2 separate regions of the Rattus norvegicus genome follow, and region 2 is linked to region 1. The links are chromatin contacts, called in public Hi-C maps. All regions are on one chromosome and are shown on one strand. The core of a region is the stretch at or near the end of the contact, and the rest is flanking DNA. Distances in the headings are between cores, read along the strand shown. Region 1 holds the start of Rala (RAS like proto-oncogene A). Region 2 holds the start of Sugct (succinylCoA:glutarate-CoA transferase).

Region 1 (3,579 bases), core at 583-3,082:
TTTTAACAGTAAGAGGACATTTTTCATTCTGTGTTTTGGATTTCAGTTCCCCCTGTCTCTTGTGGAGACCTCCACATATCATATCTTCATGCAGACCACCAGGTATTAGAATAATATTAGAATGGCTATGGATAGTAAGATGTATTAATATAGTATTTTAAAAATTTCTCTCAAGTAAAGCACAAAGGAGAAAAGGTTTTGAAACTATGCTCAACAAAGTGAGACTGCATCTGCTTGAATGTGGTAATATAAACCTATGGTGTGCCTAACTTCAGCTCCTCCTGCCCTCTCCAGAGCTCAGAATGCAGCACACAGCAATTACCACTAGATAACACCACTCACTTCAGAAAAAAAGAAGAAACCCTTCTCCCATAAATTATGTCCATTCTCCTTTACCTCTTCAGTAAAGTACACCATCATGCAATGGAGATACAGCTCTAGGAGCAGAGTGGGTGCTGACTAGGCATGAAACCCAGGGTTCTAACTCCAGCATAAACAGATATGATGGTGCAGGTCTCTATTACCAGCACTTAGGAGACGGAGATAGGAGAGTCTGAAGTATCAACACCACACACACACAGAGTATACACTTTTACCCTGCAAAAGCAAAACATTCACTTCCAATTCTCCTAACCTCTAGTTGCCCAGCAAACAATTCTTATTTGGCTTATGAAGCTTATGTGGCTTCATCATTTGGAAAATCATCTCTTTAAGATGGTTACCGGCACTGTTACAAAGATCTTTCTCCTTCCTCTTCTGCAATAGTTGACTATCTACTCTCAGCTTGCTATACTGCCTAACACCCCCATTAATCCATCCTCCACTTACAAACAACTTAGCCATTCTACTTCCAAAATTTAATAGACAACAGAAACGTCAGCCATGATCTGACTCTTGCCTCCTTCTGCAGCCTCATCTTTCTCATCAGCCCTGGTAGAACTTTTAAGACAGATAAATAGTACTCAGTCTTCCCTATGAACAACTGATCCCTGCTCTGAGGTAACTTCCTTTATTTGGATCCGATTTACCAACTTCTTTTCATACTGGAAAAAGATCTTAATTAAAACTCTAACTACAGTTAGTAAAGTCATCAAGTCTTCCCTCCATTCATACTTTCAAATGCAAGTATTTGGTTTCTTGATTGCAAACTTGACTGAGTGGACATTCATTCTTTTAAGTAGTCATGCCAACAAAGCCCTTGGTTCTTAATTCGGGGCCAAAGGAAGAGAATTTTAAAGTCCAGGGAAGAATGTGTGGCAGCTATCAGATGCTGGGCAAACTATCTCAAACTTGTAGGCAGATTTAAAGAAAACAACTACTAATTTAAGACATTAAATTAGTGTGCCACGGAAGCTGTCGCCTTATCTAGTGCCGAAAGGGAATACTCCTTCAAAAGGAACCTGAAGCCCATATGCAGAGGCTAGTTCTCCACTCAGCCAGCTGCCGAGACCCTCCAACCAGGACAGGCGACCAATCCACCTCCCAGGACTTGAACTGCGACAAGCCACGTTGCAGGCTACACGCTGGAAAACGCTTGCCAGAGAACCTAGCAGCCCCCAGAAGCAAGATGGCGGCCTCCCCCTCCCCTTCTTTCTCCAGGAGCCTCTCCATGTCCATGACCCAGACACGGGAACCCCGGCCCGGCCGTAGGAGGTGATTGCGCCTTGAGAACCCGGTAGCTCGTCGTGGGTCCGCCTGGAGGTTATACCACTGCGCCTCCCCCACGCCCGGAGAGCCTTTGTTCGCGGCCGCCAGAGTATTCGGCCCCGAGGACAGGAAGTGCCGATTGGCGCCCCGCCCCGTTCCCTCGCGCCCCGGAAGTGATCTGCGGCGGCTGCTGCAGAGCGGCCCGGAGGAGGGTGGGTCTCCCTAGAGCGGAGCGCCGGAGTCCTCCCCCTCCGCCGCCGCCCAGGCCGCCGCCGCCCTCACGATTCCTCCTGCCGCGCCCCGCGCGGGACTCCGAGCGCGGTCCGATCGGCACAGCCGAGGCTCAAGAGCCCGCGGGGCGAGCGGCTCGCGGTGCAGGTGAGCGCTTGCCGGCCGGGGAGGCCGGGCCGCGGCGGGGGTGTGTCCGACCGGCCAGGCCTGTGGCCGCCGAGATTGCACGTCCCGCCTGCCGCCTGTACTGGGACCCGACTGCGCCCCGACAGCGGGCGGCGTCTCCGGAAGGTCACCTGCATCGCTCCGGTGGCGCCCAGGGCTGTACCCGGGCGGTGCCCACAACCTGGGGCCGCCGCCGCAGTCCCTGCGCCGCACTCCACCTCCCTCGCTTTCAATCCACTCCTTGCCGGTACAGAGCAGCTGCTTTTCGAGCTTCTCTGCCAGTCTTTGGTGCCAGTTAAAGGAATGGCTTTTTCAGACTAAAGTCTTTAGACGCTTCGCGTCCAGCTGAAAGCTCATAGGCTCTTCTTGTATAGGTTTAGCCTCTAGAAGAGGAAGGGAATATAGGTATTTTGTATGACGAGGGTATCTTCCGCGTTTGGTTCCTTGAAAGATGGCAAGGAGTAGAAGATACGATTTGTGTGCTTTAGCTGGGCATATGTGTGTTTGAGTGGGCGGACGTGGTGGCGCTGAGGTGGTTGTGTTGTTGAGGGACTTAGGAGGAATTAAAGAATTAACTGGCCTTTGCTTGGAAACCAGAATGTCCAGACTCGTGAGAGCTCATCCAAGTGTCTTTGAGCTACTGTGAGAACTCTGGTGCCACGCCCTACCTGTCAAGCCAGAAAGCACCCAATTTACAAACAGTTTGGGTATGTGTGCTGGGAGAACCTTTATTTCTGTAAATTATTTCCTGTAAATAAATTACAACTTTAATTACGTTCCCAAAATTGGGTAATGTTTATTACAGTGTAGAAGGATTCCTTTAACTTCTGCTTGTTAATATGTCTCAGAGTATCCTATTAGTCTTTGCTGTTTGTATCTGTTGATACAATATTCTTGTAAATGACTCTTGTGACCCCTAAGATGTTTCTACAGCTTAATTTTTTTCAGAGGAGGAGCCTTTTCATCTTCCTCTCTGTTATCATGTAAAGTGCTCAGAACTCCCTGAATTTTTTTACTGAATGAATGACTGTGAATGTGTACAGTTGATGGAATAGTCACTTGTCAGAAGCAACTGACTTTGGTTGAGGGTATAGCTGAATGACAGTAGTTGCCTACCAAGGAAGGGGTACTAGTTTCCATCTGTAGCACGGCCCCCAAACAATTTTGTTAAGAGCACAGTTTTCTTCCTTTGAGATTCTTGGAGTGTAAAAATTTTGCTTTATCTTTTTTTTTGTTCTCCAAAAGATCAAGGAACTACTCAGGAAGAATTTCATTTTCACAACTCTGACTGGGGAAAGGTTTAAAAATATTTAGGGATTATGATGAGATGACATATTTTACTGTTTTCTGTTTACTTTTAGAGTATATCCAGAGTTAGAAGGAAGAGATTTCCTGGCAAAAGAGAGCAAGTGTATGCTTGGAGTTGATAACTGTACCCAATCTTAATAAAAAAGAGGAAGTTATGAATTGATGCTGTTTAGAAATAAGGTGAAAAGTGGGATTCCTCCAACTGGCTCATTTTTTGTCATGGATACA
Region 2 (3,323 bases), core at 376-2,875, 280 kb after region 1:
AATATGGCTCGAAAAACAATGGTAAGCATTAAAAAAAAAAAAAAAGGCAAGAATGCACAAACAAGGAAGGGACATCTGTATGAAAATGGCCGTAGACTACAGTTTAGAGGAGCCATACTCCACAACAGTAGGGAATTATTCACTGTCTTCCCCTAGGAATCCAGGAATATTCACTGAAATAAATGACAAAAAATCCAAACTCAAATAAAACAAAAACCTCTGGGGGCGGGGGAAGAAATGGAGGATTAAGGAAGTTTGTACACGAATGTGGTATGCTGGCTAAGTGCAGTTTCTGTGGAACAGAACTATATAGCTCCGCCACGTATTGTAGTCTTAGATAATTTCTTTACATCTCAGGTTACTCATCTGCAAAATTGGGCCAACATATATCAGAGGATTAAACAATCCACGTAAAGGGAATTTTAGTATCACGTCTGCCATAACAGTAAGAGTTCGGCAAACGCTAGCTATTGTCTTTACCTGGGGGTAGGTCTGCTGCTGCCCTGGGGAGTAGCCGAACTGATGCTGGGACCCCGCGGGGGACCTGGAGTAGGAGCCTGGGTAGCCGCCCGGGGACGGAGACCCGAAGCGGGCCCCCGAGAAGCTGCCGCCTTGCCGCGGAGAGTGGCTGCTCCCGTACGGCCTAGCCCGGGGCCCGCAGGGCGGAGTGTGGTGCGGACTCCCGTACCCGTCCCGCGGGGAGGGCGGCCGCGGCCCCCCGCCCAGGGTACCCCGGAAGTTGTTTCCGCCACCCCAACCTCCTATCCCCGGGCTGGGGTACGGAGGAGTTGGTGGTCGAAAATTCGGTCGGTGCATAACAGGAAACGAAGCTGAAGAGCTCACTCGCCAATGCCCCACCGGAACCTCAGTGATCAACTGCTAGAAGAAAACTGGTATTCCTGTTTATGCAGTCCTCCGGCTGCCAGCGGAGTAGCGCACCTTAGTTCCGGCTGCACAAAGGTTCCGACCTCACCACGCTTCTGCAAGAGAGCAGATTAAATAGATCACTCAAATCGGATAAGGGTGGGTGTGTCTGAGAGGAGGAAAGATTGTAAAGGGGAAACCAAATTCCCGACCCCAGCGTCCCCGACCCCAGCGTGAACAATGCCACCCACCGCCTTCGGGGAGACCCCCAGTATACGGAAACGGAAGCGGAAGAGACAAAACCGGTCATCAGGCTGTGCCGGGCGAGTCGGAGGAGGCGGTCCCGAAAAGGGTGGATCAGAGGGAGAGGGCGATTAAGCTTTGAGGCTTCCGGAAAGCAGGGCGTGAAGCGTCAGGGGCCAGAGTCCTGGACTTTAGCGAGTCGGAGGCGGAAGCCAACATCGACGCGCGGGGTGGGTTGTGACGAGTTAGGGGCGGGGCCTGAGACAAAGAGGGCGGGGCCGAAGGATGTGAGGCTAGGGACTTGGTTGAACCATTTGGTTCAAGGGGGCGGTGCCAGTGAGGCTGAGACCGAGGCTTGGGCCGAAGCGGAGGGTGTGCTGTTGGGAGGGAGACCAGGCGGAATGTCTGGGCGGAGGAGGCGGGGTTGGTGAAGGGGGCGGGGCGGGCGGAGGGGACGGGACTGGCTGAGGGGCCAAAGGTCAAGGAAGGGAGCTCTGGGGCGCTCTCATTGGGTTGAGGGGCGATGCTGCGGATGCTGGCCAGGGCGGTGGCTTTTCGGAGATCCGGCCGAGGCCAGGCCGGCGGGAGGGGGCTGTGGACCGGCCGCCCACAGTCAGGTACCCACTGACACTGAGCGCTCAGGCTCCCTGAGGAGAGTGCTCGCGCCTCGGATGCGCCTGTCTCAGGGCTCGCGACCGCGTTCGTGCCCTACTTCTCTTCTCCATCCCTGCCTTTAATCCCCCAAGTTTTGGTAATTTAGAAAATAGCACCTCCCGCCGAATGCTGAGTTTTAGAAAGCAGATTGCTACCTTGATAACTTAAGAATGCCTGTACTAATTAACGTTGGACTTGAGCCCTGCGTTTCTGTTCTTGTAAAATGGAAGTTGACGAGGTTAAGAAGTAGAAATAGAAATTTAAAGGAAAAGAGAAACGGGATAATTCGAAAATGTCATCTTTTGCATAAGATACCTGTCTCAGAAATCTTGTAGAAGATGGAATTTCAAATTACGAGTTTTGTGGAGTTTCCCTTCAGATTCTGAAATCAACTCAGGGAATTTTAGGACTCAATACATTAGACCAGCGTGTGGTATGGATCTGTGGGGGTTTTATTGGTTTAGATTTTTTGTGTGTATGAGTGTATTACTTGTATTTATGTGCATGCAGCACTTAACGTGCCTGATGCCTTTAGAGATCAAAAAGTAATCAGAATTCCTGGAACTGGAGAACAGTGTGATTGGATCTACCTTGTCGGTGCTGGGAACAGAACCTGAATCCTCTTGCAAGAGCACTAAGTACTCTTAACCACTGAGCCATCTCTTCAGTTCCAGGCCTTTATGGTTTTCATTCATTCATAGCACCTTTGTATTTCAACCTTCAGTCTCTGACATCTTCAGTCACAAATAAAGAGTACATTCAGATATAAATAAAGAGTATCTTCTCAGCTTTATTCTTTATTAATAGAGATATAAACACAAGGGCTTTTGGGGGAAGGGTTTAATTTTTTTCATGCCCCTGCGTCATTCTTGGATAATTCCGTAAAACTTTTTTGTTGAGCTTATTTTTGTTTTCGTTTTTTATTTGTTTGTTTTTGAGACAAGTTCTCAATATATAATTCAGGCTCGGCCACATTCCTTACTTCCGAAGATAAATTGTACAGTTAATCATGGAGAGGTAATGTCACCATCAGGATACAGTGATATAATTAGAGCCTTCATACTACAGCTTATCTAACATTTATATTTTCTATACTGGCCAATATATCTGTTTTCTCTTTCCTTTGTTTAGCTTAGTATCTGGCAGTTGGGCACTCATATATCACACACATATATGTCACTGCGTCAATAATCTGCCTTATGAAGGGAGCTTAGAAGTGGGGTGATAGGCACCAAAATTATGTTTATTACTTTTTTTTATAACTGGCAGAAAATAATGCAGAATTGGGCCACAGTTTACCCTATATTAATGATCTTTTTACTTGCATTCTGCTTCTAGAATGTAATTGAATCCAGGGCCTTATGTATGCAGGGTGGACTCTTTACTGATGAGCTTCAGTGTAGCCCTAGTCCCCACAATCTATCCAGATAATACACTAGAAGTCTGGGAGAAGAAATGGAGAGAAAACTTTGCCTGGAGATTAAGATAGTGTACTTCCCAGCACATTTGAAAGTATTGTTCCAAACTGAAACTTTAATACAAGACCCATTTTAATCTCTTTA

What was found. Hi-C and Micro-C count contacts between places; a contact is called where the count stands out from the background.
Region 2: a contact with region 1 is called in a Hi-C map of prefrontal cortex, with 5 times the contacts expected there. The contact joins the promoter of Sugct here to the promoter of Rala in region 1. A contact is called at or near these places in 3 of 12 Hi-C or Micro-C datasets (frontal cortex, mammary epithelial cells and prefrontal cortex).

Annotation. Positions count from the first base shown.
Region 1 is chr17:51,785,876-51,789,454 of GRCr8, forward strand. Rala (RAS like proto-oncogene A) reads left to right here and starts at 1,833. Exons shown (of 5, transcript NM_031093.3): 1 at 1,833-2,025.
Region 2 is chr17:52,070,427-52,073,749 of GRCr8, forward strand. It overlaps Sugct (succinylCoA:glutarate-CoA transferase), which reads left to right and starts at 1,626. Exons shown (of 14, transcript NM_001014146.1): 1 at 1,626-1,724. The coding sequence starts at 1,631. It overlaps Mplkip (M-phase specific PLK1 interacting protein), which reads right to left and starts at 1,294. Exons shown (of 2, transcript NM_001109452.1): 1 at 481-1,294. The coding sequence starts at 816.